Regions from separate parts of the Mus musculus genome. Here region 1 is linked to region 2. Evidence: chromatin contacts called from public HiChIP or PLAC-seq data. All regions are on one chromosome and are shown on one strand. The core of a region is the stretch at or near the end of the contact, and the rest is flanking DNA. Distances in the headings are between cores, read along the strand shown. Region 1 holds the start of Mpv17 (MpV17 mitochondrial inner membrane protein). Region 2 holds the start of Drc1 (dynein regulatory complex subunit 1).

Region 1 (7,151 bases), core at 4,106-6,605, 870 kb before region 2:
TGGCTGAGGTATCTGAATTTTGGAAGAAACAAGCAATGTTCTTAGAAGAAGGAAGGCTTATTTTATTTTTTTTCACCTTTTCAGTTACGGGCTCTGTGGAATTCATTACATTGATGCCGGTTACCTCGGTTTTAAGGCCTACTTTACTGCTCCGCGAAAAGGCACTGTCTGGGTGAGCCTCTCCTTTCCCGAGCTTCAGTATGCGGAAATGATCAATTGTTTACTGTAGTAAGTCAGGAGCAGACAGTAACACAGAGCACCATTCAGGGCACAGGGAGGAGCAGGTATATGGTAACTGCATCATTAGGGACAAGAATTGGGTTTTTGTATCTCTCTCCTCAACATCAGACTATATAGTCATTATCACAGGAATGAATGAGTGGACAGGTGAAATAAATATGTCTTTTCCTATGAAGAGTCTTTCAGGTTCAGACTGGCTTGGGACAGTAGCTGCAGGAGATATATCTGGGGAGCTCATTGCAGCTATTTTACCTGATATGGCATCAAATCCAATCAATGTCAAGAAACCTGCAGAAAGACGATTTGTAAGTATATGAACATTTATTACACCATAATCTTTTACCTTGCCAGCTCTTGGTAGAATGCAGACTTGTGCTTGCTCCAAGCTCTGATATGGTCCTTGAAGCTAGGACTTAGGTATAATCTTCTTTAGAACTGAGCATGTTTCTTTAAGAATTGTTATTGTCATTACACTTAATTCATGTATATGGGGCTTGGTGTGGCCAAGGGGCAGCTTTGGAGAGTCAGGTCTCTGTCTCTACCTCAGGCCATCGGGTTGTAGCCCTTGCGCCAGCCTCAGTGTGTGTTTATTCTTTCCGTTCTTGAGACTTTGCTACAGTAAGCCAGTTTCCTTTCTGCTTTGTGTTCAGTATTTAAAATCTTTTTCGAGAGATGGCTTAGCATGTAAAGATAACTGCTGCTAAGCCTATATGAGCTGAGCTTATTCCCTGGGGCCCACAGGATGGAAGAAAGAATTGACTACCTCAAGTTGTTTTTTGACCTCCACATGCACCCCATGGTATATGTGAATACATGCAGTTATAAATAAATTAAAATTTAAGATGCTAACCTTATTGATCTTCTCTTTAGCCTATATATAAAGCAGATTTGATACCATACCAGGACAGCCCCGAAGACCAAGACTACTCCTCGACTTCCTCTGAGACCCCCAATCCTCCCAAAGCAAGAACCTACACTGAAACCATCAACCATCACTACTTGCTCTTTCAAGATACAGATCTGGTAAGTTGTGACTGCAAGTCATTGTTGACATTAGGAAAGATGAAAACCTTAGATAGCAGGAAGTCCTAAGGAATTCCACTTCTGTTTCCCAGAGTTCCTTCCACAATCTGCTTCGTAGAGAACCAATGCTTCGCATGCAGGAAGGAGAGGGACATTCTCAGCTTTGCCTGGACAGGCTGCAACTTGAAGCTATTCACAAGGTGAGAACCTTGTCTTTTATCTCTCCCACCCTCTACAATCAGTGAAATAAAATGTTTAAAGGCAGCTGCAATGGCTGGAGGGAAAGCAGCCTTGACTCTCTCCTGGGTCATGGTATATAGATCTCATTCATTGACTGTCTCACATGGTCTAGTCCTCCTGATTGTGGCTTTATTTGGTTGGTTCGTTTTGGGTGGTTTTGATACAGGGTCAGTAGCTGTTGGGGAGCTCATCTTGTAGACTAGGTTGGTGTCAGACTCACAAGAGATCCGCCTGCTTCTGCCTTCTGATTGCTGAGATGAAAGGTGTGGTGATGTGTTTTTAAAGCTCATGCAGGTGCACTCTGAGGCTCTGTGGGTTTTCTGCTCTCTCCACAGGTACGCTTCAGCCCAAACCTGGACTCCTATGGATGGCTGGTATCTGGGGGGCAGTCAGGGTTGGTTCGGATCCATTTTGTTCGTGGACTCACCTCTCCGCTGGCCCACCGTGTACAGCTTGAAAGCCGAGCCAACTTCAATGCTATGTTCCAACCGTCCTTTCCAACTGAAGGGCCTGGTTTCTCTCCAAGCAGCCATTGCCTTCTCCCCAATCCCTAGTCTGGGCCACACAGAACTCTTGGATTGAAGTCTGCCAAGAACAAATGGCGCCCATGCATAGAGCATAGCACCTGGGCCCTTCCTGGACAGTGATGGTGCCAGGCCTAAATCTTTAGGCCTACATGCCCCAAACTCCTTAAATCCCTCTCCTTCCACAGACTTCTATGGTCACAGCTCCCTGCAGGTAGGGGGGCTCCCCCTCCACAACAATTCCTATGCCTAAAACCATGGCTCACAAGAAACACTCAGGCCAAACCTAGGCTTGGGAGTCAAATTGCTCATATTGAGCATATTGTGAAGGAGGTAAAGCTAAGTAAAGGTACTGGGTGTTTTTGAGAGCACTTGTGAGTGGGTGTTTGGACAGTCGGAAAGGATATCTTCATGAAGGCTCCTGTCTATTTCCAGAATTCGATGTTATTGCCTTCCGATCTCCCTCATTAGAATAACCAACACACAGGCCCGATGGTAGGGACAGTAATTTATTGGACTGAAGCTGCTCATAACTTAACTTTAACTGAGGAACAACATAAGCACCCTGCCAGTAGGACAGCAGCTAGTTCGTGTTTCTGCTTATGAAATATTCCCAATCACTGACATATGACACTACTTGAACACTCCTAGATAGTGTTTTTAAATTTTTTGAAGCTGAGTATAGTGGTGCATACCTGTAATCCCAGCACTTAGGAGGCCGAGGTAAGAGGATCACAAGTTTGCATTCAGTCTGGGCTATCTCATAAAACCAAAAAGTAAAAAAAAAAAAAGTAAAGAAAAGAAAAAAAAAGATCTTCTTTATATCAAGTCAGAGTATACCTCTCTTAATTTTACTAATGGGTGTTAGAAAATAGTCACCCCCCCTGTGGCTGCCCTTTCAGTACTTCACAGTAGCTATCATGTGTTCCCAAGGCATTTTTCCTCTAGATTAAATATCTTTAGTTATTTCAATCATTCTTTTACAAGTCATGATTTTTGATCTTTATGATATGGTCACATTGCTGACGTATTAAACATGTTTAAACTCTGTATAGAAAGTATTTAGAACCCAATAATGTATTGTTCGCTCAATCAAGTCCTCTGTGGATAGCAGCACCTCACATGACTGATACTGTCTTGAAAACACAGGCAGGGGACACATTGGAGTATACAGGCTGAAGTGTGGAAGGAAGTAGTTAGACCATCTTAGGAAATAGGAAACAGGTAGCCTGTTTCCTCTTGGATGGGATGCAGTTTACATTAGTATTGCCTGAAACAAAACCTAGACTTTAGAGCACTCAAGATTGGTCTGTTATATCTGGAAACAGTTTTCTACCTGAGTAGTGTAGAAGATTTGTCAAACGCCAGAAGTCTTTAAGAAGAGAGCCAAGTAGTGAGTCCCCTTCCTATACAGAAGAGGAAGCAGACCTCTAGGACAGTAAGGTCCTTACACAGCAGAAGGGCCCATAACTGCATTAGTGTTAGGAGCCAAGTGTTATAGCACTCTGTTGTGATCCAGCTCAGGCGGTGTCGGGCTTGCTTTTTGAACTAATAAAGAAGTGCCTTCCATTGCAGAGGAGCTTGGCTTGTCCTGCAGAGCAACCCATCCATACAGCACATCTGTATTTCCCTACTTCCAGCGTTAGAGAAGGTGGAACCTGGGGGGGGGACTAAAGGCTGTGCCAGCGACCCTGCTCCTGGTGTTGATTCACGCTTGAGCTGAGAAGTAACTGTGGGGGCAATATTTTCTGTTCTGTTCTTTCTCCTCTCCCACAAGCCTTTTCTCCTCAGTCCTTTCTTCCCTATCTTCCTTCCCAGTGTAGCTGTTCTTGGTTCTTGCTCTTCTTCCTGTGTGCCTTAGCTTATTCTGTTGCCTTTGACACCAACACCTAAACCTATGTGTCCTTCAAGATCTCATCTCGGCTGGGATGTAGCTCAATGGAAGAGCATGGACTTAGTGTGTGTGCAAGATCCTGGGCTCACTTCCCTCCTGGTATCTTCTCCCCTCCAGAAACTCCCAGGTCAAACCTCACTAAGGGACTTTTATATTTCTCTAGTGGGAGAGAAGGGAGGATAGATAAATGATATTAAGCATTTTCTCGGTTTGGGGTGCTTTTCATATACCCCTGAGCTCCATGGGGTAGGTACTATTTTATGTAATGACAATTAGGTTCTGAGAGGTTAAGCAATCTGAATAAGGCTTGAATCCATATCGCTTAAAAACACCTTCCAATCTTGCACATTTGGACTCCCTTATTATGTCTACTAGTGAAATTCTTTTAGCATGTTCTGTACACAAGAATCTAATTCCCCTGAATTCTTACTCTCTCTAATAGAATCCATCCTTCATTAATCATACAGGAACTGACTAACTGAGCTGGGGGTGGACAGACATCAAATAAGTTGACCTTTTTCAAGGCTTGGAGACGTATACATCTTTACCTACCTCAGGAAGGGATTTGCAGGGAGTTGGGTGTTAAAACTAGAGGGAGATTAAGATTCCTAAAATGTTTTTTTTTTTTTAAATATAGTTTTATGCCTCTTTGCTTAACATGACTAGAAGCCGGGTGTGGTGGCGCACTCCTTTAATCCCAGCACTTGGGAGGCTAAGGCAGGTGGATTTCTGAGTTGGAGGCCAGCCTGGTCTACAGAGTGTGTTCCAAGACAGCCAGGGCTACACAGAGAAACCTTGTCTTGGAAAAACAACAAACAAAGCATGACTCTAGAAACCCATAAAGCAAAACAAACCCTCCATTGAGTTGCCTCTTGTACAGCCCTAGAATTCAAGGAGCCCTGATTGCAAGACAGGGTCATTTTACAAAATTCATGACCAAACTTAAGACAGCTAGCACGGGCGTTCTCAGGTTCTGCTAAGCCAGTGGTTCTGAAAGTTGACTGCTTGTCCAGAAAGATTTTTCAGACAAAACTTAAAAATTTGGTATAAAGAACAAGGAAAAAAAATAGAACAAGTCTGAGTTCTGCTCACTTGGGAGCTTGGGTATACCTGCACTACTTCAGCATTCAAGTTTCCAAACTGAGAAGGGCGTCTAGACCTGACTACCTCCGGGAGACTGACAGTCTGGCCTGATAGTCTGGGGAGAACGAGGGTGGGGGGTGGGGGCAGCCGAGTTACAGGGAAGCACAGACTGTCCTACACCGATGTTTGGTGCAGTCCACGAGAAGGGGGCTGCCCACTCCCCTTAAGTGGTCGGCTGAGCCGCCTCGCAAGGGGTATCAAAGGCCCCACCCACCTGCATTCCTCCTGGACTGCTTGTGTCCAAACAACAGCCCGGCCCGCAGGCAGACGGAAGAGGCGGTGCTCGATACGGAAGTCCCTGGACCAGCTTCGGTCACGTGAGAGAAGGTTCTGCGCAGAGCTGGCACTCAGGTGAGCGGAGGTTCTTGGCATTCAGAGACTTGAAGCACTGTGGGTTGAGAGTTCTTGCAGGTCATGTGACCTTACAGATCCAGGTCTTGGTTTATTTCTGGTGTGTAGTTACTCTTATAAAGGAGATTCCAACTGAATCTGGGGACCTATCGTGTTTACTTGGGGGATGGAACCCAGACTCTGGATGGAAGCCAGAGTAAGTCTAATTTCATGAGTGTCTTAATCAGGACTGGATGCCTTGCTTCAGGACCAGGACCAGGTTACTCAAAACTGCTTCCTTTCCAGATGAATAGTGACCACAAGGCAGGGGCACGGCCCAGTAAGCAAGCTTTCTGAGGCCTCTGTCACTTGCAGAGTTTGGAAGTAAGGAGAGTGAGCATAAGGAAATGGCAGGCATGTTCTTTACTGTGAGGGGCAATGGGAGTGACTTATCCTCTTGGTTTGACAGGGAGCATGGCACTCTGGCGAGCATACCAGAGAGCCCTGGCAGCACATCCGTGGAAAGTCCAGGTTCTGACAGCTGGTGAGTGTCACTCTGGGACCAGAGTATAATTAGAGCAGCTGATTTGAGGTGGAGGAGGAGGCCCATATCACGACACCACCTACCTCCTCCAGTTTAGCCCCCCCCCCCCGGAAGTGTTTCCCTTCTCCTGAACTATTATGTCTGTTTTGGAGGGTGAGCTGTTTCTGAGACCCATGCTGGAGGGGAGACGAAATAGAGACGTGGCTCAGAGGTTAACAGCGCATACTGCTCTGTAGAGGATTCTACACTATGTCATGTAGCTCAGAGCCACCTGTAGCACCAGCTCCAGAGAGCTCTGTCACCTCCAACCACTTGGGGCATCTGCACTCACTTGCACAAACACACACAGTTTAAAATGATAACAATAAATCTAAAAGAGAGAGATGCACAGTCTGTCGAGCAAGACTTAAAGTCCTCAAGAAATTAGGTGATAGTTTCTGTTTTTGTTTTTCAAGGCAGGACTTCTCTGTATGGTCCTGGCTGTCATGAAAATCTGTGTGCCAGGGTGGCCTTCAACTTAGAGATCCACCTGTCTCTCCTTCCTAAGTGCTGGGATTAAAGGGATGTGCCACCACTGCCTAGCCTAAGTAGTCCATTCTTAAAAAGCATTGCCCCCAAGAGACCCCACCTTGGGAAATTAAATGCTTTCCTCTTATACTTTATAGTGTGCTGAGCACATTGTCTCCATGCATAGGCGCCTCCAAAGGTCTGTTAGCAGGAATGAGTCCACATTAAATGACACACCTAACAAGTGCTGAAGTAACTTACTCCATTTTTATACATAATGTTTATTGTGAAGTGTATAAAACAGTCATATATCTAAAGTTTAAATCATATTAAAAGGGAATCCTTCAGTAATCAGCTTTGGAACTCTGTTGGATCCCTCTCTTTCAATTCATATATTCCAGTTTTTATTTCATTTTTAAGACAAGAGTCACACAACCCTGGGCTGACCTAGAATTCACATTGTAGCCAGACTGGCCTTAAACTTGCAGCTGTCTCTTCTCAGCCCCCTGAATGCTGAAATTACAAATGTAAACCACTACGGCTGGCTAGATGGCCACTCTCCTAAGCTTAGCTTACATCATTGTTTGGCTTTTCTTACAAACATATTCTCAGTACACTACCTGCGGCTTTTTTACTCTGTCAGCGATGAAGTAGCAGCTTCACAGAGCGCCTCCAGTGCCTCTTTGTATCTGTTCCACCCTTCCTT
Region 2 (6,955 bases), core at 140-2,639:
CTCCTAACCAAAGAGGTGGCAGGGATCCCAGGAGGAAGAACAGAGAACACAATGCAAATACATAATGTAGTGAGGCTCCTAGCCTTTCCCCAAGGGGATTGAAGGTCATCAGGGAACTGTCAGGGAAGGGGATACCCAGACAGTGTTAGGACAATTAAAAACAGATCTGAGTTACCATGACAACAAGAGATGCTAACCATGATCACAGCCTTGCCCAACTAGGATGGAGGCACACAGACCTCCATCTTGTACTTCTGCTGGGTCTGTAGACCACCAAAAGTAAAAGTGGAATGAACGACTTAGAAGTTGAACAACTGTCACATGAAGTCTGGTGACTAGTGGATGTCCCTTAAACTTTACCTAAGCTAATAAAGACACCAAAGCCTAGGGAACATGGTGGGAATGCAAGTGTGGTGGCTCCTATCACATCCCCTCTTAATTCACAGGTCTGGCACTTGCAGTACCTGGATGGATTCTAGACAATGATCATCAATGTCCGCAAGCACAAGCAAGCAGCCACCCCGCCTTTGCTACAGTAGATCCGTCGACATGGCCTTGGGCCCAGGGAGTGTGGCCACTAAGTGAAATGAAAGCTTTTACTCTTATTTTATTTTTATTTTGAGGTGTCAAGGCCTTCCTACGTAGACTAGGCTAGCCTTGATCTCAAAGAGATTTGCCTGCCTCTGCCACTCCAGTACTGAGATTAAAGGCATAAGCCACTAACCTGGCTTTATTTTATTTTATTTTTTAATTTTAAAATGGATCAAGATGCTCATATCTGTGTGGAACACACAATCACATATGCTCACTGGCTGTGATAAGGTATTCTCAGTAGAATGGGGATAACCGACTCTTTCACAGATCGCGGTCCATTACATCTCGTCAACAAACTCTAGCCTCTGGAATAAATCTGACCTAGAACTTTTTTATTTTTATTTTCAAATATTGGGACAGGGTCTCATTATGTAGCCCTAGCTGTCCCAAAACTCACTGCTTGAATGTTCTAGAAGAAAAGTTTTTCTGTTTACACCCAGGGCGCGCGCGCGCACACACACACACACACACACACACACACACACACACACACCTTACCATGGAGCTCCCACCCAGCCCGGCCCCAGCTCCCTGCAGGGCACTCTGGGCTCCCCATCGCACCACCCGGCCACCCAGCTCACCGCCTTCGGGCTTCCTGACGAGCAGCGATGCGCAGGCGCCGGGCCTGGATCCGCTCCTGCGGGTTATCCGAATGCACCGAGGGTCCGAGAATCGGGGTGGCTAAGTGTTCTTCCCCATTCTGCTCTAGGACCCCAATGGTTCCTGAGGGATTCATGGCGGCGTCTCCCACCCACTGGCAGCTCCGCCTGGACCAGCAGCCGGGTTGCTAGGAACAAGCCGTTGCCAAGGGAAAGCAGTCACCTGACCCATCTCTGGCTAGCTGTCGCGCGGCGCTCCAGCCCAGCTTCTCTGTCAGGCACTACGAGTTGTATATTTGTATCCCAAATGTGGACTTGATTCCCCTTGCCTGAAGTTGGTTTGGAGGGGCTGACTTGACCCCACGAAGGCAGATGGAACAAACCGCACCGCATCTCTTTCTGACTCAAAAGCCCAATTCATCATCCACCTTACCAAATGAATATTCCTAAAAGGCACTTTGCTCCAAAATAACTGAGTACCTGCAACATGAAAAGCATTGTATTATATAGCTAGAGACAGTGGCGTCCTTTCCTTAAGCTGAGTGGGAGACCACCTCAGCCCATTGCAGTTTTGGAAGTGTGAACTCAAGTACACTCATCATCTGTAGCCATGACCGAAAAAGAGGTGGGTTCAGGAGAATGGTTGGGGGGGGGGGGGCGGGGAAGAACCCAGGACACCACCGCTCTCTCAAAGCAGCAGTCTGCGGGGGCGGGGGGGGGGACATCATGCCTTAGGCACCGTGTGTCCCCTTGTCAACAAAATAATGTCCTGGGGCCAGAGAGAAGGCTCAGCAGTCAATGTTTATGGCCAAGGAGAGTGACCAACTGAGTTCAATCCTTTAGGCCCACACTATGGAAAAAGTACCAGTACTGATAAATTGTCCTTTGACCTTCACATGCCACAGTGGCATATGGGCACACAAAATCATAGGTGTAAAAAGTGGTTTTTTTTTTGTTGTTGTTTTTTAATGTTCTCTTTAAGAATTAAAACTATGCCTGTGGGCTTGTGGTACGGCTCAATGGTAAAGGGTTTACCTACACCAGTTGGTTCGTTGGAGCACCTTGGACAGGACACACAAAACAAAACAAAAACACCACTCCTGTAATCCCAGAACTCAGGATTGTGTTCCAGGTCATCCTGGAACACAATGAGACTCCATTTCTAAACTAAATTAAAATAAGAAATGTAAAGCCCTATACCAAAATAATAATAATAATAATACCCACCCTTATAATAATAATACACACAGACATGCAGACATAGTGGTTCACAATCAGCCCTCTGGGAGGCTGAGATAGGAAGACTGTAAAGTTCTAGGCCAAGCAGGGCTACATTTCAAGACACTATCCCTAATGCAAACCACTCGACAGTTTTATTTTTGTAGCATTGGAGACTGAACTTAGGGACTCAGACATGCTAGACATTCCTTGATGATGAAGGGGTTTTATGGCTTAGGGAAGTTGCAATGCAAGAATGAGTTTGCTGCTGGGGGTGGTGGCACACGCCTTTAATCCCAGCACTCAGGAGGCAGAGGCAGGCGGATTTCTGAGTTCGAGGCCAGCCTGGCCTACAAAGTGAGTTCCAGGACAGCCAAGGCTACAGAGAAACCCTGTCTCGAAAAAAAAAAAAAAAAAAAAAGAATGAGTTTGCTGTGTAAAACCTAATCCTCTATAATAGGAAAGCCCAGAAGACACACCCTTCATAAATCCTATAAGATGCAAACTGGTGAGAGGGCCACCAGCACATCTGAAGGGCTTTGTGGTCTCTGCTTATGCCAGACCTTAGGGTTGCAGATGCTGCTGCTCAACTGAATGGATGAAAGGCAATGGGATTAACTGGGCACTGAGGTAGCAGGGGCCAGTGGCAGCACTGAATCACCAGAAGCAAGATGACTGCAGTTATATGGGCAGCCTAGACAAAACAATGTTCATAATGATGTAACTCATAATGGTCAGCACAGGCAAGACAAATTTTATAACGGCATGACTCATACAGACCTTTGGTACTGGCTAATCACGGTGTTTCCAGGCATGAAGTAGATAATGAGCCTATTGCATTTATTTCATCTGTATCAGAAAAAAAAATCTCAAACAAATGAAAGAAAGGCTATATCGGATTCTGGCAAAAGGCAGTCTCGGCCAGTGCATCTATTTCCAGACTTGAGCCAGTTTGCAGACCCAGAACCCCTTGAATGAAGGGGTAGCCAGGGTCCTCTAAGGAAGGACCTTGAGAAGACCCCTAAAAGTTTTGCTGTTAGCCTTTCTCCAGTTCTTCCTGAGAGGGAGCTACAGCCTTTGATAAGGGTAACTGTACACTGGGGGAAAGGAAATGACCAGACTTTCCTGAATACTGGTCCTGGGAAATCCCAAGAAACGTTGCCTGCTTATTTGGATTCTGGAGCCGGCACATTCCTCACTCGGGTGTGGTACTCAGGCCCATTTACTAAGTGATTCAGAAAGCTGCTACCTTTGTGTGGGGCCTGGACAGGAGAAGGCTCTTCAACAGGTCAAGGCTGCTGTCCAGGCTGCTCTACCACTTGGACCATATGATCCTACAGACCTGATGGTACCTTGAGGTGTCAGTAGCAGATAGAGATGCTGTTTGGAGCCTTTGGCAGGCCACTATAGATGAATCACAGAGGAGACCTTTGGGATTTTGAAGCAAGGCTCTACAACCATCTTCCTTTGAAAAACAGCTCTTGGCATGCTATTGGGGCTTAGTGGAAACTGAACATTTGACAATGAGCCACCATGTGATCTAAACTGCCTATCACGAGCTGTGTGTTATTAGACACCCCAAATCATAAAATCAGATGTGCACAGCAGCATTCTATTATCAAATGGAAGTTGTATATACTCAGGCCCAAGCAGGTCCTGAAGGCACAAGCAAGTTACATGAAGAAGTTGCCCAAATGCCTATGGTTTCTACTCCTGTTACAATGCTACCTGCTGCCAAGCATGCACCTATAGCCTTATGGAGCATTTCCAATGATTGAGGGAGAAAAGACTAGGACCAAGTTTACTGATGGTTGGGTACATTATGCGGGTACCACCCAGACCTGGACAGCTACAGCATTATAGCCCTTTCTGGGACAACCCTGAAAGACACTGTTAAAGGGGGATCTTCATAGTGGGCAGAAATTAAGGCAGTGCACATGGACTACAGTTTGGAAGAAATGGCCAGATGTAAGATTGTTCATTGACTCATGGGCTGTAGCCAATGGATTGGCTGGATGGTCAGGGACTTGGAAAGATCACAATTGGAAAAATCGGTGAGAAAGACATCTGGGTAAGAAGTATGTGGCCTAATCTATCCAAACAGGCAACAATATTTGTGCCCCATGTAAACACTCATTAAAAGGTGACTTCAGTCGAGAAGTTCAGTAGTCAATTAGATAGGATGTTCTGTTCTGTGGAGAGTCAGCCTCTCCCTAGACGTTCCTGTCACTGCCCAATGGGCACATAGACAAAGGGGCCATAGTGGCAGAGATGGAAGTTAGGCATGAGCTCAGCAACATGGACTTCCACTCACCAAGGCTGACCTGGCTAGAGCTACTGCTGAAGGCCACATCTGCCAACAGAAGAGACCAACAGCACCATTCCCCAGGGTGACCAGCCAGCAACCTGGTGGCAGGTTGACTACGTTGGACCATTTTCCCTGTGGAAAGGATATGTTGTCCTTACTGGAGTAGATCTTTATTCTAGTTAGGGGTTTGCCTGTCCTGTATATACTGCTTCTGCCAGAACCACCATCCGTGGACTCACAGAATGCCTTATCCATCATCATGGTATTCCACACAGTATTGCTTTTGACCAAGGAACTCATTTCACAGCCAGATAAATGCAACAGTGGGCTCACAGTCATGGAATCCACTGGTCTTACCATGTTCCTCACCATCCTGAAGCATCTGGTCTGATAGAAAGGTAGAATGGCTTTTTGAAGACTCAGTTGTAGCTCCAATTAGGTGGCAGCAGCCTGGAGGTCTGAGACGGGGTTCTCCAGAAGGCAGTACATGATTTGAATCAGTGTCTGATAATATGGTGTGGCTTCTCCCATAGCCAGGACCCACAGGTACAGGAATCAAGGGCAGAGAAGGGTATAGTTCCACTATCACCCTTAGTGACACACTAGGACAGTTTTTGCTTCCTTTCCCCACAACCTTATGTTCGGATGACCTAGAAGTTTTGGTTTCAGAGGGAAGAGTGTTCCTTCCAGGAGTCACAACAAGCATTCCATTGAACTTCCCCCTGGTCCCTCTGGGCTTTTAATGATCTTAAACCAGCAGGCTAAGAAAGGAATAACAGTGTTTGGAGGGATGATAGATCCAAATTGCCATTGGGAAATTGGATTGCCTTTCCACAGCTGAGGTTAGAAGGATTGTGTCTGAAGTGCAGGAGATCCCTTAAGGTGTCTCTTGGTACTACACTGTCCTGTGATTAAAGTCCATGAGAAACTACCACAGCCTAATCCAGGCAGGATGACAAAGGGCACAGACTCATCAGGAATGAAGAGATGGGCCACTTCTCCAAGAAAAGAGCCAAGGCCCTCTGAGGTGCTTGCAGAGGGTAAAGGAAATACAGAAAGGAAGTTAGAAATACCATCTGAGGCCACATGACCAGTTGCAGAAACAAAGATTCTCCTGTTTGGATTTTGTCAAAAAAATGTATTTGAACAGATTTTTTCAATTTCTTTAGCACCAGTTAAGAGAATGTCAATGATTATCATATTTAAGTTTGAGACACTAAAAGGGACATTGTCTCCAAGGGACATTGCCACCTACTCTAAATTTACAATGTATGTGTGGTTAAATGAGGAATAGTTAACTATGTTAGGTGATATTATGACCTGGTTGTTTTTATTTGGACATGAGATATGATTTGTGTCATGTTGACAAGGGGTGGATTAAATAAACTTTGGGGAGTAAGAAATGGAGGGCACACCTGTGACCCAGATCTTCAGGCTGGAAGACTCAAGCTTTTGACCCAGATCTTGAGGCACACCTCTAATCTGGGTCACACTTTCTGCTGGAGGCTTACATAAGGACATGGAAGAAGCAAGCTTTGGCTCTTTGCCTGCTTGCCCTTGCCTTTCTAGCACATCTATTCCTTCACTGGCATTGGAGCCTACGTCCAGGATTCCAGCTTATACAGTCCAGCTGAGATACCCAGCCTTGTGGGACTGAGCGACTACTAGATTCTTGGACTTTCCATTCACAGTTAGCCATTGTTGGATTAGTTGGACTGCAGCCTGTAAATCATTCCAATAAATTCTATATGTGTGTTTATATATATTTATATATATATAGAAAAACATCTAGTCTCTATACACAGTATATAAAGAGAAAATAGATTCATGAAGTCATTCCATAGTGTGTATGTGTGCATATCTATCTATCTATCTATCTATCTATCTATCTATCTATCTATCTATCTATCTATCTATCTATGTGTGTGTGGAGAGAGAGGGAGAGAGAGAGAGAGAGAGAGAGAGAGAGAGAGAGAGAGAGAGAGAGAGAGAGAGAGAGATTGATTCACTCCCTGCGTCCTGTGGCTCTAGAGAACCCTGACTAACTCCTATTTTCTGCATTTGGCCACTGACAACTTTTAGATCTCATTCCTTTCTTCTCCATATCTGGAACATCTGTTTTAAAAAGGAAGTTAGAGGTACAGTTTAGTGATGTTGCATGCACTTGCCTAGTATGTGTGAGGCTCTGGTTCACCCCCCAGAATCTCAAACCAACAATCAAAAAACAACACAATGC

What was found. HiChIP or PLAC-seq counts read pairs in DNA pulled down with a chosen protein or histone mark.
Region 1: a contact with region 2 is called in a FOXA1 HiChIP or PLAC-seq map of pancreatic cancer cells. The contact joins the promoter of Mpv17 here to the promoter of Drc1 in region 2. A contact is called at or near these places in 1 of 39 promoter capture datasets (hippocampal neurons) and 1 of 115 datasets of contacts at active chromatin or transcription factors (pancreatic cancer cells).

Annotation. Positions count from the first base shown.
Region 1 is chr5:31,152,455-31,159,605 of GRCm38.p6, reverse strand. Mpv17 (MpV17 mitochondrial inner membrane protein) reads left to right here and starts at 5,355. Exons shown (of 8, transcript NM_008622.6): 1 at 5,355-5,415; 2 at 5,864-5,938. The coding sequence starts at 5,869. It overlaps Gtf3c2 (general transcription factor IIIC, polypeptide 2, beta), which reads left to right. Exons shown (of 19, transcript NM_027901.2): 15 at 85-172; 16 at 417-545; 17 at 1,111-1,263; 18 at 1,356-1,463; 19 at 1,839-3,600. The coding sequence ends at 2,057.
Region 2 is chr5:30,275,827-30,282,781 of GRCm38.p6, reverse strand. It overlaps Drc1 (dynein regulatory complex subunit 1), which reads right to left and starts at 1,389. Exons shown (of 17, transcript NM_001033460.4): 1 at 1,176-1,389. The coding sequence starts at 1,330.